Regions from separate parts of the Mus musculus genome. Here regions 2, 3, 4, 5 and 6 are each linked to region 1. Evidence: chromatin contacts called from public Hi-C and HiChIP or PLAC-seq data. All regions are on one chromosome and are shown on one strand. The core of a region is the stretch at or near the end of the contact, and the rest is flanking DNA. Distances in the headings are between cores, read along the strand shown.

What was found. Hi-C and Micro-C count contacts between places; a contact is called where the count stands out from the background. HiChIP or PLAC-seq counts read pairs in DNA pulled down with a chosen protein or histone mark.
Region 2: a contact with region 1 is called in an H3K4me3 HiChIP or PLAC-seq map of bone marrow-derived macrophages, with 4 times the contacts expected there. The contact joins the enhancer-like site here to the promoter of Antxr1 in region 1. A contact is called at or near these places in 31 of 39 promoter capture datasets (the 3T3-L1 cell line, 3T3-L1-derived adipocytes, the C10 cell line and 18 more), 1 of 15 datasets of contacts at CTCF or cohesin (CD8 T cells), 89 of 484 Hi-C or Micro-C datasets (the 3T3-L1 cell line, 3T3-L1-derived adipocytes, the AML12 cell line and 68 more), 18 of 115 datasets of contacts at active chromatin or transcription factors (CD8 T cells, PVALB interneurons, bone marrow-derived dendritic cells and 14 more) and 5 of 9 other capture datasets (adipose tissue, embryonic stem cells, liver and 2 more).
Region 3: a Hi-C map of uterus shows a contact between it and region 1, with 3 times the contacts expected there. The contact joins the enhancer-like site here to the promoter of Antxr1 in region 1. A contact is called at or near these places in 9 of 39 promoter capture datasets (the HPC-7 cell line, cranial neural crest, embryonic stem cells and 5 more), 6 of 484 Hi-C or Micro-C datasets (the N1E-115 cell line, bone marrow-derived macrophages, cortical neurons and 3 more), 12 of 115 datasets of contacts at active chromatin or transcription factors (DN3 thymocytes, T-cell acute lymphoblastic leukemia, bone marrow-derived macrophages and 9 more) and 4 of 9 other capture datasets (adipose tissue, liver, macrophages and 1 more).
Region 4: a contact with region 1 is called in a Hi-C map of cortical neurons, with 1.7 times the contacts expected there. The contact joins the promoter of Arhgap25 here to the promoter of Antxr1 in region 1. A contact is called at or near these places in 8 of 39 promoter capture datasets (the 3T3-L1 cell line, cranial neural crest, embryonic stem cells and 3 more), 9 of 484 Hi-C or Micro-C datasets (the HPC-7 cell line, the N1E-115 cell line, adipose-derived mesenchymal stem cells and 4 more) and 2 of 9 other capture datasets (embryonic stem cells and pancreatic islet).
Region 5: a contact with region 1 is called in a Hi-C map of the N1E-115 cell line, with 2.7 times the contacts expected there. The contact joins the enhancer-like site here to the promoter of Antxr1 in region 1. A contact is called at or near these places in 13 of 39 promoter capture datasets (the 3T3-L1 cell line, 3T3-L1-derived adipocytes, the HPC-7 cell line and 10 more), 4 of 484 Hi-C or Micro-C datasets (the N1E-115 cell line, bone marrow-derived macrophages, muscle stem cells and 1 more), 10 of 115 datasets of contacts at active chromatin or transcription factors (DN3 thymocytes, T-cell acute lymphoblastic leukemia, bone marrow-derived macrophages and 7 more) and 4 of 9 other capture datasets (adipose tissue, liver, macrophages and 1 more).
Region 6: a Hi-C map of cerebral cortex shows a contact between it and region 1, with 4 times the contacts expected there. The contact joins the enhancer-like site here to the promoter of Antxr1 in region 1. A contact is called at or near these places in 8 of 39 promoter capture datasets (the 3T3-L1 cell line, 3T3-L1-derived adipocytes, the HPC-7 cell line and 6 more), 15 of 484 Hi-C or Micro-C datasets (the C2C12 cell line, the MC3T3-E1 cell line, MC3T3-E1-derived osteoblasts and 9 more), 5 of 115 datasets of contacts at active chromatin or transcription factors (craniofacial prominence, embryonic limb bud, fibro-adipogenic progenitors and 2 more) and 2 of 9 other capture datasets (adipose tissue and macrophages).

What each region holds. Positions count from the first base shown.
Region 1 is chr6:87,333,417-87,337,682 of GRCm38.p6, forward strand. Antxr1 (anthrax toxin receptor 1) reads right to left here and starts at 2,359. Exons shown (of 18, transcript NM_054041.2): 1 at 1,881-2,359. The coding sequence starts at 2,026.
Region 2 is chr6:87,083,238-87,087,503 of GRCm38.p6, forward strand. It overlaps Gfpt1 (glutamine fructose-6-phosphate transaminase 1), which reads left to right. Exons shown (of 19, transcript NM_013528.3): 16 at 2,015-2,142; 17 at 3,067-3,234; 18 at 4,080-4,241. Among named protein-coding and RNA genes, the nearest start is that of D6Ertd527e, 19 kb to the right of the region's middle. Within about 2 kb of position 1,839, at least 13 of the 459 cell types and tissues checked have an H3K27ac peak or open chromatin away from gene starts, as enhancers often do. A contact at or near this core is called in the G1E-ER4 cell line, bone marrow-derived macrophages and granulocyte-monocyte progenitors, where this site is marked.
Region 3 is chr6:87,141,294-87,145,559 of GRCm38.p6, forward strand. All of the region lies in intron 17 of Antxr1 (anthrax toxin receptor 1), which reads right to left. Among named protein-coding and RNA genes, the nearest start is that of D6Ertd527e, 39 kb to the left of the region's middle. Within about 2 kb of position 2,543, at least 18 of the 459 cell types and tissues checked have an H3K27ac peak or open chromatin away from gene starts, as enhancers often do. A contact at or near this core is called in muscle stem cells and uterus, where this site is marked.
Region 4 is chr6:87,531,136-87,535,401 of GRCm38.p6, forward strand. Arhgap25 (Rho GTPase activating protein 25) reads right to left here and starts at 2,124. Exons shown (of 11, transcript NM_001037727.2): 1 at 1,691-2,124. The coding sequence starts at 1,751.
Region 5 is chr6:87,159,483-87,163,748 of GRCm38.p6, forward strand. All of the region lies in intron 17 of Antxr1 (anthrax toxin receptor 1), which reads right to left. Among named protein-coding and RNA genes, the nearest start is that of D6Ertd527e, 57 kb to the left of the region's middle. Within about 2 kb of position 1,974, at least 51 of the 459 cell types and tissues checked have an H3K27ac peak or open chromatin away from gene starts, as enhancers often do. A contact at or near this core is called in the N1E-115 cell line, embryonic limb bud and muscle stem cells, where this site is marked.
Region 6 is chr6:87,182,825-87,187,090 of GRCm38.p6, forward strand. The region is part of intron 16 of Antxr1 (anthrax toxin receptor 1); the gene reads right to left. Among named protein-coding and RNA genes, the nearest start is that of Gm38851, 38 kb to the right of the region's middle. Within about 2 kb of position 1,812, at least 106 of the 459 cell types and tissues checked have an H3K27ac peak or open chromatin away from gene starts, as enhancers often do. A contact at or near this core is called in the C2C12 cell line, cancer-associated fibroblasts, cerebral cortex and 5 more, where this site is marked.

The DNA.
Region 1 (4,266 bases), core at 1,109-3,608:
GAAGATCACAGAGCTTATGTATTCAACCCCCCCCCCCCGCCACCGTCCCCTGATAGTCTTCTTCCTAGCTTCTGTGTCCTTGTCACTCTCTATAAGATGTAAGCCTAAGGTTACACGGATAGTCCTTGTCCACATACTCTTTGAACTTTTCCAAACCGTTTTCAGGGATGTGCCTTCTAGTACAGTTAAATTTTTGCAGAGAAAGCATGTCTTCACTATTTTTTTCCAAAATAAATAAATAAATAAAATAAAATCTAGCTTTTGACTTAGTTGTGTCCCCTTCAGAAATGATCCAAAGATGATTCTACTGAATCCCTTCCATCACCTGAAGAAATTCCATTTATAAGTTGGACCAAAATATTCAGTCCAAATTATAGATTTAGGCCACCAGGTTATGCTCACAGCACCAAGGCAGTCCTCGGTCTGGGGAAATGATGCTTTTGTTTGTTCAAGTTGCCCCGTGGGTCTCTTGGGATTTCTTGGGCTATGGCTTTTGTTGGTGTTGTTTGGTTGTCTTTTGAGACAGTCTCAGGCAACCCTGGTTGGCGTCAAACTCCTTGCGTAGCCTAGGAGCCCAGAATCACCTTGACCTCCTCCCAACTGCAGGGCTTCCAGGCATGCACCACCTCCATCACAGTGAGTTTATGGGGTTTGTGGTGCTAGGGCTTATACGTTCTATAGCATCCTGCTGACTGAGGCACAGATCCAGCCCCCAAGTCCCCTTAGAGGGGCACAATGGGGAGCACCTTTGCCTCCAGACACAGTCCCAGAGGCTCCCCAACGCAGGGGCTCCAGTTCCCACCTGCTAAAGGCACAAAAGATTTTCCATTTCTTAGCCCAGCCCTGAATTTTCAGTATCCACCTTCTCGTAAATCTGTAAGAAAGAGACCTCGCTTTTTAATCCAAAGTACCTGGAGCTCAAAACAGCCTCTACGGAAAAAAATCAAGCCCCAGCAGCAACTGTGAAGCACATTTGGTGTCCAGCGGCCAGCTTATTTTTCAGGACTCTTGTTCCAAGTCCCAAATACTTTCCAGTCTGTGAAATTCACCTCCCTACCACTGTAGCTGCAAGCGCCTCTCCTGGCACTGGCACAGATCTAAGGAGCCCGGATCTTGAGGCACTTTTTATTGTTGTAGCCGCTTTTCAGCAGAGCGCATGAAGCTTACTTGAGTAACTGTGGCTTTGGCAAACCCTGTGGGGATCTGGAAAGTGTCGAACTGGACTTAACTCAGTTCTTCCTTAAGCAAAGTTCCTTTTAGTAAGGAGTAATCTTGCTGGTTTCCCTGGCAGCCCATCAGTCAAAAACCATCAGCCCAAATTGATCTACACCTCAGTTCTGAAGGCAAGGGGTGCTGGAGACATTTGCCAGCATTTGAAAGCATTTTTAGTTAACACCAATCAGGCGGAAGAGTGGCCTTGTGGCTGGCTTCTGTCTATAGGGTAGGGGGCAGAAATGGTGCTTAGAGCCCTTAAGCGGATGGTGAAGTCTGCACAAAAACTAGTTGGAACCCCAGAGGTGGAGAATCCGTGCCTTGGACTTCCACAAGTGCCCCGGGTCAACAGGCATCATGCCATGGAGAACAAAGACTGCATTTTTACATTTTGTAAAAAGAGGTGGCTAATTTTGAAGAATACCCACGTCTCCAACTTTGGAAGTGTCTGCAAATTCTACTTCTGGTTGCAATTCCTTCTCCCAAGATTGGAAAGCAATAAGACAAATAGAGCCAACTGCATCCTCCCTGGACTCGCAAGCTCCGGGCCAGAGACAGCAAAGAAAGCAGGCTAAGCATTTCAGACGCCCCGCAGTTGAGGACCGGCGGCCAGCTGTGGTGCGCCCTAGGGACCGCCCGCCCCAGAGCAGCATCCTCCAGGCACTTACTTGTCCAGGATGAAGTAGAGGTCGAATCCTCCGTAGCAAGCTGGTCCCCCATCCTCGCGGCGGCCCCCGTGTCCGGCGCACACGAGCACGAGTGCAGCCACGCAGAGTCCCCGCAGGCCCGCACCCAGGCGCCCCGCGCGGTCCATGCTGCAGCCGGAGCGCTGGCCTCGCTGGCGTCCGTGTGACATCAGGGGCGCGCCATACGCGGCCTGGGCTCCGGTCAGGTCCCCCGGCTCTCAGCAAACGCCCGGAAGCAATTGTTCAGAGAAGTTCAAGGATTTCGCTTTGGTTTCCGCTGGTTCTGAGCCCGGGTTTCGAGTTTCAGGGACCCAGGGCGTTCTGCTGTGTGGAGCTGCCGGGATAGGGCCACCAGGCCGCTCCCAGGCTGCGCTTGAAGCTTTGCAGTCGAAGCAGTTCCGTCCCGATGGCTCTTTGTCCTAGATTTTAAGTATGATGGGGTGGGTTTTCAAATTGTTCTTGGTTGGGGCAGTGCGGTGTCTTTGCTCCCTCCCTCCCTTCTTTTTTTTTTTTTTTTTTTTTTTTTTTTTTTTGGAAAAAGTCTAAAGAGTGCCATCTTGTGGCCAAGGGCGGCGAAAATGTTGGGGTCCCCTAGACCTTGGCTGGGGCGGAATTGGGTGGGGACTTTTGGCAGGGGATAAATCTTAAGAGTTTTCAGGTGAGGTGCACGCCTTTAATTAATCCTTCCTTTTCGTCTCCTTTCTTAACTTTTCCACGGCCAGGTCTTCATCCTCTCTAACCATCCCCCAACCCCCATGCCTTCTTTCTGTTTTGCTCTTCTGTATCTGCGGATACAGTCCCTGTAAACATTTGATGAAAACTCATTTCCTTCGAGCAGGGTGACTCCAACTCCAGGCCAGGACTTTGCAAACAGGAGCCTTTGTGCAAATGAAGCACAAGGCTTGATCTTACATAGTTTTACTGCAGATCACAAAGGGCTCTGGTTAAAATCTGCACAGACAATGCCACCGAATGTAGTTGTTGAGGTTTGGAACAGCCAAGGCATCTAGATTGTCCGCATCTCCACGTTTTAGGGAGTCTTGTGGTAACACCAACCCTGGTGACTTGTTTGAGGATTAACTGTTCACTGCTAATTCTCCAGTGCCTGCTAAGCCTTCAGGTGACTGCAGCCTCTGACACCCAAGCAGGCACCTGACCTGGCCCTCCTCTGACTCCCAACCTTGGAAAGCAGGCAGCAGTGTTTGCCTGTGCTCTGAGCTGCTGGCTTGGGGGTGGTTTGTTACTCAATCACAGGTAACTAATACATGCCTGTTATTAATTTAAACACTGGAGAATTTCTGTAGGAAGAAAGTTGATTTAACAGTTTTCCAGGCATGCTTGTTCATAAAATTGTCTTCAGGTAACACCTACTAGCACCCACATTTTTGAAGTTGCTGTTTGCAGGAAAAAAAAAATAATTAGGAGAAGTAAAAATACTCAAACTGACTACAGTTGCTTTTTCTATAATTTTTTTACTGCCTCAAACAAGGAAAACCCATCTTGGCCCCACTAAGCTCTGTGATAAGAAAGAGGAGGGGATCTCTACAGAAGCCAGCTGGACCAATGAAGGCTGGAAAACTAGGGGGTGAGGGGCACTGGTCCAGGACAAGGAGGAACTTGGGGACAGTGTAATAAAGGAAGTGATCTGAGCCTGGAGGATAGGGTTTACATGTCCCTACAGGGAAGCAAGGGACAGGAGAAGCTAGCAGTTCAGAACATCTCATTCTCATGTCCTGGGTGTCCTCTGAGCTCTTTAAGAGTTTGGGTGGCAGAGAAATGCCTTGAGAATATTATGGGGTGGGATTGGGGGTGGTCTAGAAGGTCTGCCTGGGAGAGAGCAAAAGGTCGCTGATAGAGCTCCCTAAGGCCAAAACCCACCATTGCATAGAACAGGTAGAGGCTTAGGTTCCAGAATGGGCAATTTCATTCAAAATGTTTACAGAGAAGTGAGGATTGTAGAAGAGTGTGCCCCCCTCCCCCCACACACACCTTAGGATAAATGTGGCCCTAGAGAGGGCAGAGAAGTAGCTGGAGTCATTCGGGTATTGGAGTGTACTAGCTACCATGCCTCTCTGTCAAGATTATGCAGAGGCCTTTTGATCCAAGAGGATCATCTCCAGCTTGCTGCTGCTGCTCCATTCTCTTCTTCCTTCCCTTCTTCTCCTCTGCCTCTTCCTCCTTCTCCTCCTCCTTTTCTTCTTCCTCCTCTTCCTTCTCCTTCTCTTCCTCCTCATCCTCTTCTTCTCGATCCTCCTCCCCCAGCTACACAAGTAAAAGCTAGGGTGTGAAAGGGTCTCAACAGTCCACGTATTGTGGGCATCAGGAGAATAAGCCCTGGGAAACCTCCATTTACCATTTGACATTAACA
Region 2 (4,266 bases), core at 589-3,088, 250 kb before region 1:
TCACATTGGTGAGAAATAATGGATCTAATTATATTTGTCAATCTTCAGTTTTCCTAGTGTGCTTCTTGAAAAGGTAATTTTTCTTCAAAGGTGATTTTTCATTAGTGTATTTTCTTGACATTTTTTGTTAGAAATGGTGGCTGCAACCATGTGGTCTATTCCTGGGTCCTCTGTTCTGTGGTTCTCCATGTTGGGCTCTGTCAGAGCCATGTGTTGGTGACTACCACTGACTGCGTCGTGCAGTCAGAGATGGAGAGTTGTGACAAATGCGTCTGCATTACTCTTCCGGCTTCAGATGGCTTGGAGAGCTGGAGTCTTTTGTGCTTTTCCTGTTTTGCTAGAGCAGTGGTTCTCAACCTTCCTAACACTGCGACCCTTTAATATACAGTTCCTTGAATGATGGTGACTACAACATTATTTTTGTCGCTACATCATAATTGTAATTTTGCTACTGTTAAGAATCGTAATGTAAGTATCTGTGTTTTTCAGGGTCCTAGGTGACCCCTGTAAAAGGGTCATTTGGCACACTCACAGGTTGAGAACCACTGTGTGAGTGCGTCTGGATTCCATAGCAGTGAACAGAGCTGTCTAAGGCCCATCGACTCTAGAGTTATTTACAGCTGTGAGCTTGCCTCCCGGGTACCTAGAGCAGTCTGCCTTTCCTGCCTTTCCCATACACTTCACTGCCGGGCTGCCTGTATGTTTTGAAGGTCAGAGACTCACCTCCACCCCACCCTCAGCGCGTTGACTATGATTGTTCTCTGTACTCAGGCCCAGAGTTGTGCAGTTTTTACATTTAATTACTTTATTTTATGGGTAGAGGTGTTTTGCCTGCATGTCTATCTGTGTATCATGCGCATGCAAGAACCTGTAGAGGTGAGAAGAGAACATTAGATTCCCTGGAACTGGAGTCATAGATAGTCAAGAGCTCCCATGTGGGTGCTGGGAATTGAACCTGGGTCCCCTGAAAGGTCATCCAGTGCTCTTAGCTGATAGGCTATTTCTGCAGCCCTGGTTAGTTCAGTTATAAGAAGTAGGTTTCTTTCTAAGATGGTGTCTGGCCACTGCCCCCTGAGACATAGAGAATGACAGATTGGAACCCCATTGCTGCTGGAGGAATCACTGTCTGCAGACCAGTGCCTGGTTGAGGCTTTGAGGGCTGTAGTTTGTCCTGTAGGTAGGGCTTTCTTATCCCCTCCTCAGGGTGAAACTTGTGCTTCCTTTCTCCCAGTCATGGGGCTGGAGCTGTGTTCTGTTTGGTTACTTTTTTGCCTGGTGGCTCTTCTGATTCTTTGTGTTTTGAAGAGTGATTCATATTCTCATTCTCTCTCTCTCTCTCCCTCTTCTTCTCTCCCCTCTCCCCCTCTCTCTTTCTCTCTTTGTTTTTGTTTTGTGTTTGGTTTTGTTGTTGATTTTTGAGACTGTCTGTGTTGTAGCCCAGGGTGAGTTTTAACTGGGTATGTAGGGAGGAGGACTTTGAACTCTTGATCCTCCTGCCTCTACCTTCTGAGTACTTGGATCACAGGTGTTCTCCACTCTGCCCAATTTTATGCAGTTATGAGGACTGAGCCCAAGGTTACTTGCGCATACTAGTTGAGCACTCTACCAGTGGAGATACATTGCTGGCTCCTTGAGGCTCCCTCCCTCCCTCCCTCTTTCCCTCCATGTTTTCCTTCTTCCCTTCCTTCCTTTCTTTTTAAATCCGACTCCTCCCTGACTGTGTTACAGAAGGTGTCTTCTGGCCCACCATCCCCTGAAAAGTCCAAATGAAGGCTTTTGATCTTAGTTTCTATATGCTTGATTTGTAAGAGAGTGGGCAGTGGTTGAAGTTCTCATCTTGAAGCTGTACTTTGTAGCTGCAGAGTTAATAAGATCTTTCTGATTTTGCTTCCATGTGTTAAGGGAATTTCATACTGATATCACAGAAGAAAAGAAAACTGGCCGTTTTGTTGTTTGCTTATCTGTGAGGTGCACTGCTCATTTTTCAAGACTGCTCTGATCTCTGCCCTAACAGACTTGATTAAGGAAGTGCTGAGCATGGATGATGAAATCCAGAAGCTGGCGACGGAGCTTTACCACCAGAAGTCGGTCCTGATAATGGGGCGGGGCTACCATTATGCTACATGCCTTGAAGGGGCTCTGGTACGTTGTTTCACTTACAGTTGATTTCACTCTAGTGACTTAGGGAGGGACAAGGAACATTTACTGTTATGTATCCCATAATGCTAGGGATTTAACACAGAGAGCCAGGTAATCACTATATCACTGAGCCTTGCCATTCAAGTGAGTGAGTGTGTGGTGTGTGTATGTGTTTGTGTGCGCGCAGGCGCAGGAGCAGGAGGTGGTATACACAGCGCATGTGTGGAAATCAGTGAACAACTTAAACAGGAGTCAGTTTTCTCCTTCCACTGTTTGAATCCTGAGCATTGAACTTGGATAGTCAGGCTTGGTGGTGTGCGTTGGTTGTGTGCATCTTACCTGTGGAAGCATCCTACTAACTCCCCACGTGTTTGTAGACTGCGTAAATTGAATTGTGTGTGTTTGCTGTGGTTTATTTACCTGAGAATGAGCCATAGGACTCAACTCAAAAGTGAAGGCCCAGAAGAATGTCTCCATGATAACTTGGGCTTAGCAATTCAAGATACGTGCAACAGACCAAGGTTCATTAGATAAGAAATTGAAATGAAAATAAGGCAAGTAGATGAATGTTTGCAGAGCAGCGGGCTCTGCGTTTGGTAGGCTGAAGCCTTAAGAATCTTCTTACAGATTCAACCCAGACCAGTAGGCCTCTACTACATCTTGGGAGACCTAACCATCTCAGATGCTTTGTGCAGTGTTTTCTTTTTTCTTTTTTCTTTTTTTTTTTTTCTGAGACAGGGTTTCTCTGTGTAGTCCTGGCTGTCCTGGAACTCTGTAGACCAGGCTGACCTCGAACTCAGAAATCCACCTGCCTCTGCCTCCCGAGTGCTGGGATTAAAGGCGTGCACCACCACGCCCGGCTCAATGTTTTCTTAAAAGTGGAATTCTGAAAAGTGAGCTAAAGACTTCTCTGTTTTTTCATACTAGAAAATCAAGGAGATTACTTATATGCATTCGGAAGGCATCCTTGCTGGTGAGCTCAAGCACGGCCCTCTGGCCTTGGTGGACAAGTTGATGCCTGTCATCATGATCATCATGCGAGACCACACTTATGCCAAGTGCCAGAACGCTCTTCAGCAGGTGGTTGCACGGCAGGTAGGCCAAGTGCTGTGAGTGCCCTGGAGATCTCGGTGTGGTGACTAAGGCGCAGGTGGATTTTGTACTTGCATGATAGAGCAGGCGCAGTACATTACAAACACGCTCACTTGTCAACTCCTTTGCTTTGCTCTCTATGTATAATTTGATGATACCCAGTCATCATTTCTCTCATAATAGAAGAACTAAACCAAAACGAGGCCATCATCTCCAAATTCCTTCTTCCGACAGTTAACATAATGCTCTTTCTTTTTACCTTAACACTGTTAAGAACTTAACTTTTTTTTTTTTAAAGATTTATTTATTATTATATGTAAGTACACTGTAGCTGTCTTCAGACACTTCAGAAAAGGGAGTCAGGTCTTGTTACAGATGGTTGTGAGCCACCATGTGGTTGCTGGGATTTGAACTCTGGACCTTCGGAAGAGCAGTCGGGTGCTCTTACCCACTGAGCCATCTCACCAGCCCCCAAGAACTTAACTTAAAAAAAAAAACAAAAAAACCCAATGTTTGGTTTACACTAATATCATGGATGCTGTGGCTGACACCCTCCCCCCATCAGCTGGTTTATATTTTAATTCCAGAAGATATTTCTCCCTAAGCACAGTGTACTAGAAATAAACTTGAACTTCAAAGGAAGCAGACCTGTATTCAAGTATTAAACTTGGCATTTCTTTCTTGTGGAAATTTTTTAAGAAATCTACCGAGTCCACAAAATCGGTCTGTGCTTCTGTCTAAATGAGCAGTCAGACCACATGTGTGTGTCAGGCAGTGGAGCCATGCCCACCTCTTGTTGCTCAGCATCTGCTTCCTGGTGACTGTGTTGTGTATCGTTTTCTTCCCAGGGGCGTCCAGTCGTGATCTGTGATAAGGAGGATACTGAGACCATTAAGAATACAAAAAGGACAATCAAGGTGCCCCACTCAGTGGACTGCTTGCAGGGCATTCTCAGTGTGATTCCCCTGCAGCTGCTGGCTTTCCACCTGGCTGTGCTGAGAGGCTACGATGTGAGTGACCGCCTCCATCCATCCA
Region 3 (4,266 bases), core at 1,293-3,792, 190 kb before region 1:
TTGCTCTACCTGCAGGACTGGTCCATCTAAGCTCTCTGTGATACTTTCCGATGACACAAACAGCACAGTACGTGGTTCTCTTCTCAAGTATTTCCCAGGCAGCCTTAGGGTCTGTCCCTGAGGTCAGGGCTCCTACTAAGATCTCAAGGTCTAAGTTGTCACTTGACAGATAATCTTTGTAGAGTTGTTCAGGGAAATCTTTAAACGCTCACATAGTCCTCATACATTTAACTTTTCAGAAGTAGACATCAAGTCACCTTACCATGGGTTCTATGGATGCTTGCAGTTCTTGGGGAGACACGGTAAGGATGCTGTGTGCTCTCTGGTCTCACCCCACCTCTCCTAGTAGGGTTTCCTGTAGCTCAGGCTGTCCTTGATCTTGCTATGTGGCCAAGGATGGCTGCGTTTCTATCCCCAAGTGCTGGGGTTGCAAGCATGCACAGCCACACTTAGTATTTATGTCATGCAGGGGATGGAATTCAGGGCTTAATTGATTACTGTAAAGGAAACTGTCCCCCTAACAAATCCCTTTGCCTAATTCCATGGTTGGGATTCGAGGTCTTTTTGACAACACTCAGGTTTATTCCTTGAACTGTAGAGAGTGTGGAGACAGGGGGTTGGTAGTGTGGGACTGTGCTCTGCCAGGGGCAGGGCTCTTGCTTTGTTTTGTCCCTAACATACTCTTGCTGGGAAACCTGGGGCAAGTTACCACCTCTGAAGCCGTCACCACCTTCATCTTCTGCACTGGCTAGATGTGTCTGGGGGTCCTTCAGCCCCGAGCTCTGATTCCATCAGATCTGGGTGGCTGTGGAACCCTTTGCCTGCAGTTTAATTGGATTCTTTTGGTCGGCCAGTTTGCACATCTTTTTATGTTGCTTAGTTTGGCTGGCTCTGATCCCTTGCAATGCATATCTTCCAGCTGCTCCTCAGGTCTCGGAAACCCTAGTAAACCGGGAAATTGCAGCATTGGAAGCTTCACCTTTTGTTTTTAGGTTCCCAGGTGAGGATTCAAGCTGGCCCCTGAGTTTCTGAGTTTGAGCCTGTGGGATGCTGGGGAGATGTGAGAAGAGCTTTGGGGTGATTGTGTGCGAAGAATGTGCCAGGGGTGAGCTCATGAGTGCTGAGTGTTAGGAAACATCTGGGTATCAGGCATGCTCAGCAGAGACGGAGCTGGCCTTTGGAGATGGTTAAACATATGCCATGGCCCCACGAATTAAACCAAATAGTTTCCTATGAACAGAGGTCATTCAAGGAAATTGGATTTCACAGAGAGAATACTAAAGCAATCACGGAAAGAGTGTAACATACAAGCCAAGTTCTCTCTACAAATACCTTTTCCTCTGACCTAGTTTTCCCATGCGCTGTCTTGTTAGGAGGGCTGTAGGTATTTCTCAAGTTACAATAGGATTAATCTTCCAAAGTTTGTTTGGAGTTGGCTGTTTGGGATGGTGGTTAGGAAAATTGATCTTGGAAAGAATGTCTGGTTCTCAGGCTAGACCATAAAACTCTTTGGCTCACTGCTGTCTGCTGCTGTAACTGATGAAGTTGGCACACTAGTGCTGCATTAGGACATGGACTTCAGAGCAGCATCTTCCCATGCATGCCTTTTTCCACTCTGAGTCACTGCGTCCTTTCTGAAGCAGTTGCATTGTCTGTCAATCACTAGGGGCCTCAGCCAGTACTGGGCAAGCATCAGGGCCTTGCCCTCCAGAAGATACAGTCTAGAGGGAGACAGAATTAATGACTCAGAACAGCTGGACCCTAGTGGACCCTAGTGATCTGTGATGGTGCCATCATTGACTGGACCAGAGCCAGGCATCTAACCTGAGCTGGGTCAGTAGCATTCCCTCTCCTGAGAATCAGAATGTCCAAGTAGGGGTAGGCGGGCAGGCAGAACCAACCCTGGAAGTGAAAACTGGGGTGGGAGGCACCATCTTCTGTGTGTCGGAGAGAAGCAGAAGAGGACATTTAAATCCCTGAGATTCTCCCCCCTTCTCACTACTGCACATCTAAAACAAAAGTCAAGTAGTTCAAAGGTTCCCTGGCCCTGCCTTTCCATTAACATTACAGGTTTACATATAAAACGCCCATACATATGTATACACACACATATATAGCAGTATATAAAGTATATATGTAGTAAGTGCACACACACATTCAGTGTTCTTTCTGCTTTTGACTTTCAGTGTCTCCCTCCTACAGGATACTCAAGCTCTTAACTCAAGCTGTTGGCCGGCTCCTGGGAATCTCTTTGGCCTACCTCACTTTCTTTTCTGTCTTTGAACCCTACACTTTAATGTCGATCCATCATTTCAAAAGAAGACACCACGCTCTGGCTTTTCTTGTGACAGCACTCACATTCTAGGCCCAGTTCCATGACAGAGATAAACAGGTACTGTGTGAGCCCAGGGCAAGAGAAAGCGTGCTGTCGGGGTGAACAGCAGGCGTTCATCCAGCCCCCTTCCCTCCAACCTCAGGCTCGGCTTGTCTGTAATACATTTCCTCTCCTAGCCTGCTCTTTATGTGCTGTCCGGGAAAAGGATCCAAGGTCAACTCTCTTGATTATTTAATTCATTCTGCTGACACACAAGCTGGCGTGCTCTCTGTAATCGTGTCTTTTGATGCCAAAACCAGGGGTAAGATGAAAGCGTGGAGGAAATATTTGGAAGCACGAGGGAGCCGGAGAAGCGAAGGGAAGGGTGGAAACAAAATGGCCTATCTTTAGTGGGACACACGCTTTGTCAGTAATTATTACTGAGATATGATTTATTTAATATACGGCTCCCTTTCATCTGATTGCAAAGTTCTGTATTTGTTGAAAACTAGGAAAATACGTGAAGTGAAAGAGGAAAAAGAGGAGGGGAGAAGAAACACAGGTAACAGGACTCAAATACCTCTGTGCTTTTCTGTTTTAGAAATCACAGACACCCATGCAGTGCATGGATTTACAACAGTCAAATCAGGCTGTATAAAAATTAAATAACATGCCATGGGTACCCCTCCCTTTATTCTGCCTCTTGTATCCAGGACCTTGTACTTGCTTGGCAAAGGCTCTGCCATTGAACCCTGCCTGGCTCTTCACGTCCCTGCTATTTTTCTTGTTTTACTATTTGAAACTTTCATAGCTGTCTACTATAAACTCTATCTGCCCCCTATTCCCTTCCTCCACACCTCTCCGTCCCTCTTCATAATGGCTCTCCTTTCTTGCTTTAGGTGCCTCTGTCATCCACTCAGTCCCATTAGAGCTGCCCATATGCATATGGCTATGGGTTATCCACGGGTACAAGGGCAATGGTCACCTCTAAAAAGGAGCGAGTCTCCCTTCCTTTGAATCCCATAGCTCCACAGCTGTGGGTGTGGCTCTGGAGCCCCACCCCCATGCTAGGATTTTTAACTGACCATCTGTAGATCCCAAACTTCCTTCATGTTTTTAACCTTCACAGAAACATGAGATGTAGTTAAGTTCTTTACTGTGAGGCAGTAGGAATCCAGCTCTCTCTGCTATAAATAATAGGACTGCTTCCATTTGCCCACTGGTCATTCAAGGCAGAGTCACTGAGTTAGTTAATGCAGTGTAACACAGTGATCGATCATATTGTCAACTTTTCTTCTAGAAAAATGGATAACAACTTGTAGTCGCAATACTATTTTATGATGACTTCAATCACAGTTACACGTTGGGAAGGTTTCCAGTGTAATGGTCTGAGGGAGTGGAGTCCTTTCTATGGTGGTTGTTTTATTACATGCGAGGTTAGGTTTCTGTCCACACCCTTAGTTCCTGGCCTGTTCACAAGCTCTGCTCACTTCTCTACTGGGTTGTTCCCTTAAAAATTTGTTTAATAACCCACTGGGTCCAGTATATTTTTTTTAATAAGCCACTGAGTCCAGTTGATGGTGCCCACATGTACATGGGCATAGAACTAGCCACTGGAGCCTGGTTACCCTAGCAAAGCTGACGACAAGGACTCTTCCCCCAGTGGAGCCACCTACACCAGCAGTGCCAAGCTGGGGTGTAGGCTGAGGTCCCCTTTCCACCTGTGCTAGGACACTGGCCGGCCTGATCACATGCAGGCAACCACAGCTGCTGGGAGTTCATGAAAAGTATCTTCAAGTCTCAGTTTGCTGAGTCCAAAAATTTAAAAACTGATTTTTAATATAAAACAAGAGAATCATATTTTTAGTCACATTAAATAATTTTCTATTCAGTTGATAATTTTAAAAAGTAATGTGTAGCCGGGTGGTGGTGGCACACGCCTTTAATTCCAG
Region 4 (4,266 bases), core at 874-3,373, 200 kb after region 1:
CAGGCGCTAGGAGCTGCGCCACTTGCACAGTGACGGAGCCCTGCTGCGCTTAGCTCAGGGAACTGACAGCTCATCAGATAGAGATGCTCATTAAAAGGCAGGATGGCGGGACCCTCTTGAGAGCCTGACTTCACAGTTGGGGTGGACTCTGAGACTCTGTGTTTCCAGGAGTAAAGGGTGTTCTACAGTAAGCGACCCAGGGGGACACCTGTAAGAACTGCTCGAAGAGATTATGGAACTACACTCAGTCTAATCCTAGGCCTGAGAATCCAATGAGGTGATTTTCTATACTGCTGAAAAAAATCTAACATTTATTTTCCCAAGTGTCCCATCTTTAGCTGAAATATGGAAGGTGAGAGAGCGGAATGCCTTCACAGTGGGGAGGTGGGACACTTACCAAGGAGCAGAGGGACAGATATTCTACCTTAAAATTAATCTGAGTGACTTAGTGAGAGTATGTTTGTATGGGCAGGAGAGAAGGCTCTTTCTTCCCTGTGTCACATCTTGGAGCTGGCTTTGGCACACAGTTCCAGCTCTGTTTGGAAATGTGGGCTCCTGATCACCAAAATAAATGGCTTCTCTGGTTACTTTCAGTTTCATTTCAAAGCCCTTTTCTGACCTGCTTCCTATCTGTGAGCTTTTAGTGAACTACTTATTTTAACACACCAACCACCATGAACCATCTGGCCAAAACTTTCTTCTAAGCAAAATCCTTCCATGCTGTTTGCAAATACCTCAACACTGTAAAGCCTAAAATCAAGAAATTTATCTCACTGAGTAGATAGTCGTGTGTGTGTGTGTCTCTGTGTATGTGTGTGTGTGTGTGTGTGTGTGTGTGTGTGTGTGTGTGTGTGTGTGCTTCATCTGACTATGATCAATTTAAAACTAAAGTTTAATAACAGAAGAAATATCAGGTATTCAGGCCATGCCGATAATCTGAGCACTAAAGTAACTCTGTGAATCTAAGTTTCCATAGCAAGTTTCAGGCCAACTAGAGCTACAGAGCGAGAATTCATGGTGCAGGGGGTGGCAAGAAAACAAGACATCTATATAATAGCAAACAATAGATTTGACGAATATATATCACCATTGTTAGAGGAAAATGATATGAACACCTCGAATTATCCTTCATAACTAACTAAAGTCTATCTTTCCCAACTCTCCTGCGTTCTCCCACGTTCTGTTCCTTAGAATAGTGTTATTATACTTCAAAAGCCTCTATTCTCTCACCCTGTTCTCCTTGTCTACTTTTAACTATAGGTAGTCCCTCATTGGCCTCTGGGTTCACAAAAAATGTGACACTCCCTTGAATTCATCCACAGATGAATCACTTCAAAATACTCGAGTCTCTGTCCTCTTACTGAAAGCCATTCAACAGTTAGACGACGTGCCATGCCAGAAAGAACCGACTTTCCAATGACAGAAACAAAATCTCAGTTTTGTGTCCAATGCACAGCCGAAACCATCCAAGTTCCCTTGACCCACATAGTCCACCCCCAGAGAGAAGAGAACCCCCCCAACCCCAGCACACTAGAACTTCTCAGGACTCGTCCACCCGAATGCACATTTCTGCCAAGCTCAGTGTTGTTGTGTGGTGTGCTTTGGCCGACTGAGCTCCCACAACTCAGAATGCAAATAGTGGGTGCTCACGCATAAGAACCCCGAGGAAATACCTGGACCCCGACCTTACCTATTTTTGAAGCCTCCGCTTTCAAATTGAAATCCCAGTTCCTTGGCAGCTTGAGAGACATTTTGCTTCCGAGGTGGGTGAGTAGCTGGTCAAGTGGCTCACAGTGTGTCACAGGCTGTGCCCTTCTTGTTTCTCTGATCTTCACTTCGGTTCCTCTGCCTTCTCTGCCTGTTGCTTGCTTTGCAGGCACTCTTACGCTCCAGACCGATCTGCCCACGTGTCTCCTCCTTTCTCTCTCATGAACCGTCCATCCATCTGTCACTCGGGGATGGCACCCAAACTCCCCAAGTCCCACCCACAGTCCCCCAGGGGCTGGCACCCTGCTTTGCGTTCAGATTTACCAGAAATGTCCCAGTTGACACTGCCTCTTGGGAAGCAGAGCCCTGCTGGGCAGAATCTCAGGCCTTACTGAAGTGAAGTTGTGATAAACAACTGCTTTTTTTTTTCTTAACTGTCTGCTTCCTTGCGTTTTGAGGAAGTGGCTGGCTGTTCAGTGTTGTAGCGTTATGAGCACACTGTCTTCAGAAGATGTTATTTAGAAATCTTTGTAAAGCTAGTGCATGTTTGTGTTATAAGACTGTGGTTTTAATTAAATGGAAAGAGACTCCCAAGGCTCTCGCCATGTGCCTGGACTCCTGTGTTCGCCTCCTTGACTCCAGATTTTGGCGGCTAAAAGAGGCCAGGCAGGCAGCCAGCATTCTGCCCAAGAATGGGCAGCATCTTTAAAAATTCCTGCCGTGAAAGGACCACATAGTTCACACCTGCTTGGGTAGAAGGTTTCCAGCAGGTACTTTGATTCCAGCCAGGCAGAGCCACACAAAGGGTCACTGCTTCTCCCCCCTTGTGTATGCTGTGGCGTTTACAACCAGACCACCATGTGTAAAAAAATTCAGTTTTCCTCCCCTTTTAACAGACTCTTCCTGGGCCTCCACGACTTCTTCAGAGAAACAGGATCCTTAACAACTGTGGGGTAAGGAGTCGTTGCAGAAGCTGGTGGGACAGACTCTTGACACACAGCCAATACCCCACAAGCACTTATTTGACCTTCATTCTATCTAGCCCAGTCTGTGGCAGACTTTTACATCTTCAAATAGGTCACCTTGAGCTAGCGGTTGAGCTGATAGGTCCTCGAACCAGACTGCTGTGTTCAAATTCTCAGGCCGGTTGACTTTGGATGTGGCTCTTGAACCATTATTTTCTGTTTTGATTCCCTCATCTGTAAGTGTAGCACTTAACAGACTGATTTTGCAGGGCTGCTATGAGGTTTCTGCAGGCTCCAAGCCTTCCATGTAATCACCAAGCACACCGCACATGCCTGGGGCCTGGGCCATCTACCTCAGTTCTCCTGGATAACTGCTTTTCAACACCTCCCACGGGCTATGGACAGGTGACCCACCTTCCCGTTACCTGCTGCATGGACCACCTCACCTCTCCCCAGCTCAGCTCCATCTCCTCTTTCTATTTTCTCTTGGATCTTTCCAATCAATATTAGCACTACAATGTTTTTCATATCAAAAAAAATCTCTCTTGACACTACTTCCTCCTTTGGCTATAGACTATTTCTGAGAATTTTTTTTTTAAATTAAGGACTGTTGGACTTACTGTGATCGCTCCTCTTTTTCCTTCCTGGATTTCTCCCATTGAGGCTTTTGCCCCCAGGACCCCATAGAGTGGCTTCTCAAGACACCAACAGCTTTCCTGTCACTGAACCAGGTCTCCATCCTCACCTCTCAGCCTTATCAGCAATGGACAGAGGTGGCCGCTGCCAATTTGTAGAACTCTGTGAACCAGACTGGTTTTCTGCCTCTTTTCCTGGTACTCTATGTCCGGTTTCTCTCTTTATCCTTTCTCTCACTGTAAGTTGGGCTTACAGTGGGTGTAAAGATACATCTTTATCATCTTGATGATCATGGCTGCCCTAAGACTTTAGTTACACCACATAGATAATGGCCCACATATATAATGTATGGATGTTTCCAGACTAGACCACTTTTGAGTTCCAAGTTATGTACATCGTTGCTTTCATCTCTAAGAGGCATCACAGACTAATGTGAACACCTGGGGCCTGAGTGTGCTGACCCAGGGCGTGTCCTTCTCACTGAGAACTAAAGGACCACATGAACAATAAATATATCCCAAGCCTCTGTGCTCATCTTCTCTGCTTATGTTTCATTGGCCAACATGAGTCACATGAGCAAGCACACCAACACAGAGACAGGAAGTACACACAGCAATGAGAGAAAAGGGACTGCCTAGCTTACCCAGCTGCCACCCGGTGCCACAGGGGTGCTGGATTCCTTAACTTTGGCTCAGGCTCTTGGGGACTTTGGAGTCTGTGATCTACAGTACTTCCTGCCTGGCCCAGCACACTGTTCCCTATCTGATAGCCCCCCTGAGCACCATCCTAGTAGCAGCTCCATGTGGAGCTTCAGTCCTGGACCTTTAAGTTAGGAATTCTGACGACATTCTGAAGGTGGCATTTAGAGACACATAGGGAACTTCCTGGACTCTTTGGGGGTGAGTTCCTGTGAGTCTCGGAAAAACATATGACCCGAGGGGAAGTTGGTGTGCACACT
Region 5 (4,266 bases), core at 724-3,223, 170 kb before region 1:
CATCTCAGGACACCCTGAGGGGAATCAGTGCCACTCTCCATGGTGGGCACCCCTGTCAAGAGAGCTTTGGACAAACTATGAAGCCTTTTAGAACAGTGACTTCCTCTGGACTGCTTGCCAGAGGCCAGTGTCAAAGGCTTAACCTGCACCATGGAACCTGCACCATGGTCAGGGTGTGCAAGAGAGTCGGATCCTAGAGTTAGGAAGATTGTAAACAAGAGGCTGTCATCAAATGAGTACACAGAAATGGTGGGAGCAGAAAGTCCCATTGGGGAAATATCTTCTCTTAGCCAGCTGGTTAAGGGGATGAAGTGCTTTAGTTTCTTTCATGTGTGTGAACACACTCTTGTGCATGTGTGCATGTTCTTGTGTGTGTGTGCATGTGTGTTATTATCTTTAAGCAATGGATCTCTGTGTGTACTGTACCATCAGAGTTCAGAAGAGGGCACTGGATCCCCTGGAACTGGAGTTACAGGCAGCTGTGAGCTACCATGTAGGTGCCGGGAACTGAACCTGGGGTCTTCTGCAAGAACAGCAAGTGCTCTTAACCACTGAGCCACCTCTCCAGCCCCTTGACATTTCCCTTCTGGTAGGTAATGGGATGCCAGCTAGGTTCCGTGGACTAGCTTTCCTCCTAGGAGGCTACAGAGAGCCGAAGACGTCCTTCTAGTCATGACAAGGGCTCCTGGTCCAACATCATTTACGTTCTGAATGGACAGAGAATCAATGACAGGATTGTCAGGACCTGGTAAGGATCAAGTTCCTGCCATCAAAGGCTGCTGGGGAGAGGCGCCTGCCATGGCCAGCCAGGCGGCTGTGCTGTTGGGGCTTCCTATGAGTTGAGCACATGCAATAGGAGTGTGTTTGTGTTTATGCATACAGTCTCTGAACCACAGCATGAGCAGACCTGAGAAAGGCTTTCTGGTGTCAAAACAGAGTGGCTATTAAGGCTCCTGGCTTGTTATAACTGGCCTGCGGCCCTCCAGTCTTTGGCACAATTTATTACACTGCCCCTGCCTTGAGGGGTAACACATGAGTTACGAGGCCAGATGCTGCGGATGCCTTTCACCTCTGGAGCTGGCTTCCTGGCTGTTGGGGCTTTATTCTCAGTATGACTTCAGACTCCTGCTTGAAGTTGGTCAAGGTTAGAGCAGGGAGTGGCACTCTTTCTGGGTCAGACCCAGATCATCCAGCCAGAGGTAGATACATAAGGAAAAAGCAACCCGCCAAACCCACCCAGGTCACTGCCTACGCAGGAGAGCTAAGTTCTCCAGAGTTCTCTCTGACGGTCTGAAGCCATGGCACACTGGATTGGTTGTTTTCAGAGGACAGCCAGTGGCATCTCCCTTCTGACACATCTTTAACACGAGACTATGAAAGAATCCCCAACCTCCATCGTTTTGAAAATGAAAAAATAAAAGAATTCCCAGGCAACCCCTCACTCAAGAACAAAACAAAAGAACCAAACTGGCTCTAGAAATCGGCCCAGTCTCTTTCTAAAGCCCACCGTAGCTGAAGGGCCTGGGGTGGCGTTTCTTCACCTTTCACACAGGGCTGTCTTTACCATGGTGGGTTTATAATGTTCTGTGGAGCAGCCTCCATTCTGACGCTATCTCAGGGAATATTCAACTACCCCGGTGAGTTCCCTTAGGGCCAGTAGTTGCTGGGAAGCCTCTGCCCATGAGACACCCTGTGTGCATTTAGCAAGTCGTGTTCCTCCAGGAGCCAGCAGTGGCTGGCCTCTGAGACCTGTATCTGACCTGGGTCTGCAGATTCAGAGCCCTGGAGACAGACGACCTCTCAGCATTTCTTTTATATGAATCCAGGCTGTCTAAGGGAGAGTCTTTTCTGCATGTATCCCAGGATCTAGAAAAGTAACCCAACTGTGTACCCGTAAATGTCCCCCTCCCACGTGGGACTCTGCCCATGACTGCTCTGCCTTCCCCCACCCCACAGGAGTGGATGCATGAGGTCACTTCCTTACAGTAACAGCCATGCAAATATGCACCAGACACCACGCACAGAACCATGTCGAATCCTTAGCTCTCTGCCATGAGCTCATCTCTCAGGATCAGAGAGGTAATTAGGTAATGGCTTGAAGGGAGGAGACTGGCTTGATTTCCAAGTCTGCTCTCGAGTCTCCCGGAGCTCCAACGGTTGCCAATGCAGCAATAATTACACGGACTGGAACTGTCTACGGGACAGTGGCCCATCCCTCTGATAAAACCTAGAGGGACAGAGATGGAGAGGCCATATCTGTGACCTGGACACTACCCAGCAGCCAGGGCAGGAGGTCCTGAAACCTCAAGCAGTTTTGGTGGGAACTGCTGACTGAAGTCCTTGGCAAAAGCCTAGACACATTATTAAACAGATGGCTTCTAAGTCCCAAAGACAGGAAGCAGTGGTCACCTCCGTGCAAAAGTTTGCAGAGAGCAAACTGTGCCAAACCTCTTTTTTTTTTTTTTCTTTTCTTTTTTCCCTTCAAATCTTACTGGATTCCCAGACTGGCCGACAGATGTAGTTTTATCTGTGCCTCAGCAAATCACTTCTCCCTGAAAGGAAGAACAATGGCGGGGTTGTACAGTTAGCTGCAGTTTGCATGGCTCTGAGGACTTCAAGCAACTGCAGTGCTGGCTGATGTGCGCATGTGCTGGCTGAGCACTGGGGAAATGGTTGTTCATGGCCTTAAATCCATAGTACTTATTGGTCCTATGAAAGGGCTCTTTCTCTGATTCCTCAAATGTGTGGGATAGAATAGATGGCCTTTGGGAAGTGGAGGGAATAGTCAACTCTGATCAAAGGAGACTTCCATCTACTGCTTGCTCATTTTCTCCGAGCTCTGGACATCTCTTGATCATGGTGATGGTTGAAGCTGCTCAGGGTCTATCCTCGCAGTGTCTGGACACACTATTTAATGAACATCCAGGAACCCTGTGGGAAAACTGACTGTCTATATTTGTTGGCCTATGTGTTTTCATGTGTATATATGAATATGTGCGTGTTTGTATGTATATACTATGTATGTATATGCGTTGGTATATATTTGCATAGAAAAAATGTATATTCATGTGCTTGTATGCATGTAATTATCTGTATGTGTGTGTGTTCTTATTCACTTAGAACCAGTTGAACATCATTTATCTGTTTTTCTTACTGGCAGCTTGGTAAAGATTCATTTAAGTGAGCATCTTTCTCTTTGACTCAGATCTGTTTGAAAACCCAGGATCTATTTATTGATTCTTTCCAGTTCTAAAAATCAACTGATTCCTAACAGTCGTGTGCGAGAATGAAGTGTTAACAGGAAGCTCTTTCAACATGTTGGCCTCACCTTTCTCTTTATGTTTCTTGCCAATCTCTCAGAGTGCCCCCTCCCTTGCCCACTGTCTCCCTTCTCAGACCTTGCAGGCTGTTGATGCCAGCCTTCTTGGCCCTTTCTTGTGCCCAGGGCGGTGGCTGATGGCTGCCTTGTCCTGGGTGGAGAGATCTGCATTGTCAAGGAACACTCATGTAGCAGAGAGGAGCCATGATTGGCACTTTTAAACAATGTGGCCAAGTGAAGGTTTGGAGGAAGGACAGGAGAGATGCTATGGTGTCAGGGATTCTGCCTACACTTGGGCTGGAGATGTGGCTCAGTGGAGAGTGCTTGCTTAGCATGCACAAAGCCTGAGGTCCAAGCTCCAGCACCTCATAAAATAGATGTAGTGGCGCGTGCCTGTAACCCCAACACTGGAGATGGGGATGGGGATCAGAAGGCCATCCTGGCTGTGTGCACACTGCAGCCCCTTGCCTAGACTCATTATTTTATTCACAATCATTTTTTAAAGGACTTACTGTGGCCAGCACTCTACCAGAGGTGCAGCAAATGTTGAATAAGAATCATTTTGGAGGCTGAGAACTGAGCTCAGTGATAGAGTGCTTGCCTAGCAAGGACTTGGTTCTCAGCTCTTGGAGGCAGGGGTGGGATTCGTTTCGGTTCCTATGTCTAATCCTTGAAGACATGGAGGTTGCCCTAGTTACTGTTAATTCACAATTCCAGTGTCTATGCAGGGAGCACCTACTACATGCTGGTGGAATGTGGGATGAATAGGTTACAGATGAGCCCCCACGAAGCTTATATTTAAATGTGAATAACTAAAATCTGAGATGGGTGTCATGAATGTTGAAGTGGACATTTTGTCTAGGCTCCAGGATGTAAGAGGCACTAAAGGGATGCCGAACCAAGCAGCTGGCAACTGGCCCCATGATGCTTGCCCTCCCTAGAGAGGC
Region 6 (4,266 bases), core at 562-3,061, 150 kb before region 1:
GCTTCCAAGGTGGGAGTTGAAGGAAGCATTAGGGAAGAGAGTGGTCACAACTGGCTAAGGACAAACGTTAGCTCCGGGGCCAGTGGAATGACTCAGCTGGCCATGCAAACTGGTGACTTGAGTTTGAGCCCGAGAACCGACAAAAAGGAGGAGGGAGAGAATCGGCCACAGAGCTGTCCTGACCTCCACACATAAGCTGTAGCATGTGTCCCTCTCCCTATTGTGCTTGCCCTCACACTCAATAATATATTTTAACAGTTAAGTGAAAACCAAAGCCAAAACCCTTTACGGTCAGCTAAGTTCCTAACAAATCTTCTCAGAGCCCAGAAACCTGTCACTTAAAGCTTTCCTCTTGTTCCCTAAGGCCGTGTGTGTGTGTGTGTGTGTGTGTGTGTGTGTGTGTGTGTGTGTGTGCAGGGGCACTGTCCCTGTCACATTAGGGTATCCATCAGGCACAGCCCGCATACAACATGTACTTTAGACTCTGGTCTTCCTTCATTCCCCAGGCAAAATGCCAGCTGCTTCTGTGAAGCTATGACGAAGATTCCACCACAAACCCCAGCGTCCCAGCCAGGGTGTGTTAGCTGGCATTTAAAAATAGCTTCTTCCATATGAAGTTGACACAGCTTGACTATAAAATGGGAGATTTACCAGCGCCAGGCTCCCACACCGTACCTCTCTCTGCTTCAGGCCATAACTTAAGTGCACGGAGAGAGGTGAAGGTTTATGCGGCTTCACCTGTATAATGGTGAGGCCTAGCGGATCGCCACACAAAGCACCCTCGAGCACGGCTGTGTCTCTTTTCCCATTTGGGGGCTCTTTGGGACTATCTATCCTAGCTCGTGGATTCAGCTCTGAGATGGAAACTTGAAGATAGCTCCATTTATAGCACTGTTCTGGACAGAAAGCTGGAAATCCATGGTAGTTTAATCCACAACCCCGTTGCTCACAGTCTGCCATTTGCAGGGAGCAGCCTGTCTATATTTCAAGCCAGGTCCTGGCTTGGCCCTTTAGCTGCCATTTCTCTCACTCCCTGACATGTGCAGAAGCTACTGGGAAAAGGGATGGGTAATTTCTCCGAAGTCTGCAATCAGTCCTAGTTTTAATCCAGCTGGTGGCCATGTATTTGGGCATGACTTAACTTGTCTGCAATGGCCAGTTCTGTTTAATGAGAAGCATGGGGTGCTGTAAATCGGGGAAGCAAAAACCAAGCAGAGGAAAACGAAACTAAATACCAGGGGAAATTCCCCCATCATGAGCCTGGAGCGAGGATGGGGGGGAGTGTGGTTGTTGCGGTCAGTGTCCTAATATAGCATGGGGTACGATGGATGCAGGGACAGGAGGAGGAGCCCACTGTAATCCTTTCCCCTCAGCTCCTGCTGGACTGCTTATCAAGCGCGCCCACCTGCTTCTCAGCTCTCGGGAAAGAAGGAAGGTGGTGGGTACCCATTGCACTATGTATCTGATTCCAGCCACTTTTGCTGGAGAGCTCGACATGGTCCCGGGTTCTGCTGACTGTTTAGGTGTGGGGTTCTCCCTGTTCACAGTGGGACGGGAAGGTGGACACAGCACAGACTGACCATTTTCAGGAGCCGCCTGTCCTCACCGACTGTCTGCACTTCTTTGCATACTGTCTCTGTACCACTAGCTTCCCATGGATCATGGGGAACTAGGACCTGAGAGTGAGGTGAGGGTGAATGGTGGCATTTGTCCTTTCTGTCCCCTTTCAACTTCCCTGGCTCCCTGTGGTGACTGTATTCCTAATCAGGCGGCCTCACCCAGGGGCCTCTCAGCCTAGCTCACCATTTGTTAATCTTATCATTTGTAGTGTCCCTCCTGAGTTAGTGCAGAACTGTGACAGACACCAAGAGAGGGTGCTGTGGGGGACTTAGGTCTACATACACCTTTTAGAAGGGGCCAAAGAACAAAGACTAGAGGCCTCTGTAGGAGGCAAAACTAAGGAGGGTATGTAAAAACATATATAACCAGTTAAGAATGTCAAAGCCACAGTCTCTGCGAACTCATATGTGTGCCAGACACAACAGGGCTGATAGCCATGAACTCACAGAACTTGTGACAGCATACCAGGACCTGCACAAGTCTAAGGCAGATAACATCCCATCATGGAGAAGGGGCAGTGGGCTAAGTCCCTAAACAAGGGGCTATTTGTAACTGATACATGTCGGGAGAGGGGAAGCCAGAAAATGTCTCCAATGGAGTACCTCAGGATCTGTCAGTCACACTCCAAGGCAGGCCAAGGTCCAGGAGTAGTTAGCCAGCACAAAACACACTGCACGATTATTGGTGTGTTTTTGTTTTGTTTGGGTAATTTTTTTGTCTTGTTGTTTGTTCTTATTGAGAGAGAGAGAGAGAGAGAGAGAGAGAGAAGTTGGGTAGAGGAAAGAGAAAGAATTATGACCAAAATATATCTTATAACATTAAAAAGTAAAACAAACGTCAGAGTCATCTTTTGTCCCTGGGTCATGAGGAAACAGCTGGTGAGGTCGATGAAGGATGCTAATCTCTGCCCCTTACCACAGCTCCTCTTATTGCTATTACCTGGTGGCAACTGGGGGGGCCTCTGAGCCTAGCTCACTTTCTGTTAGCCTCACCATTTGCAGTGTGCCTCCTGTGTGGGTGCAGAACTGTGATCAACACCAAGAGAGGGTGCCGTGTGAGACTTAGTATTTTATGAGGTCCCTTTAATGCCCACAGGCCTCTTAAGTAGAAAAGGCTCAGCATGAAATGTGGGTTTTAAACACATGAGAGCTGGACTGCTGCTGGTGGAACATCTGCTCTTTCTCGGGATTTCTCAGGTCCTTTCTGCACTTCTGCCCCCACTTCATGAACCATGTCATCAAATGGCCTCTTCCTGGACAGAGCGTGCCATTGTGTGGTCTAACAGGTTTGGGGCTTGGAATGGTTTCTGGACCACGCTTCACGCTTCAGCTCTTCAGTGGGAGCTGGCGGTGTCTTTGCTCTGTGCCAGGCTCCGTGCTGTTTAGTGGGGCTTCAAAGGATAATTGGTGCCCGCAAGGGGTGAAATCCAGTGAGAAGGCTCATAAACCTGAGATAATCTTAACTGTGATCCGCCCATCTCCTACCTAGCTATGGGCATGTGAGCGCTGGCATTAGCTGTTCTACCAGGTAAGAGGACCTTGCAAGCTTGCTTATGACCTCAACCAGAGTCGTGACCAGGTGAGAGAGACACCAGTCTCACGGGCTTCCTCCATGTGTCCTGCGAGGTGACTCCAACTCACTTAACATCAAAGCGCTGGGTGGTAAAAATGTCACATCAGGGTCAACGTGAACTGTAACGTGGGTTTCCTTGCTGAGGTTCCTGACAACACCCCAAGCAGGCAGGCTCTTTGCTCATTTCAGTAACCTAGGCGACCAGTTTCTGTCCTCTGGGACCCAGCCCGGCCTCCAGCAACACTGTCTGTGACCTGTTGGGCTTCTTCAAACCCAGATGCTGGGCCCTACACTGGAGGCTCTGATACAGCCACTCTTGGGTGGGACCGCTCACTTTATGTTTCTAACAAGTTCCTGGGTGAGACTGATGCTGCTGGTTTGGGAGCCACACCGAGAAAAGGTGTGGTTTATTACAGTGGCTAAGGAAACTTGGGAGCCAGGATCTTAGTATGATGGTACATGCCTATATGGACATATAACCTAGGTGGGGGGTCAAAGCAGAAGGATCATGAGTTTCAAGACACCCCGTGTAACTCTGTGAGACTCTTTCTCTAAGGGGAAGGGGCAAGGGGACCACAGCCGCCAGAAGTCCTTGGGACAGCGAAGAGTATGGGATGGAGAGCTCAAGTAGAATCTTAAGGCACAGCAGGTGGAGTGGGGTTTTGAACTGGCAGAGGAGACGGACAAGGCTTGAGGGCTTCTTGAAGGTCTTCTGGGATCTTCATTCTGACATTTTCTCCCCACCATTATCTGGCTTATGTAGGGCGGAGAAGTCCCACTATTTAGTATCTGTACTTGGCATAGTAGGGACTTGTCGAGACTCAATGGAGTGGGTGCGGATTCCAGGAAGGTGCTGGCAACACTTTTACATTTCTAAATGTATGTGTCCATATCCTGATTCATCTAGCAAAATCTAGTCTGAAAGCTACCAGTTAAGAAAGGAACTACATGCCCTTCCAACCTCGAAGATTCCAGAAATGAAAATTCAGCTACAACCAAGGATGTGTTGTTAGTCACAAAGTAGATTCCTGAAAACGGCAGGACGGGAAAATCCCCCGTCTTCTCATCTGTGAG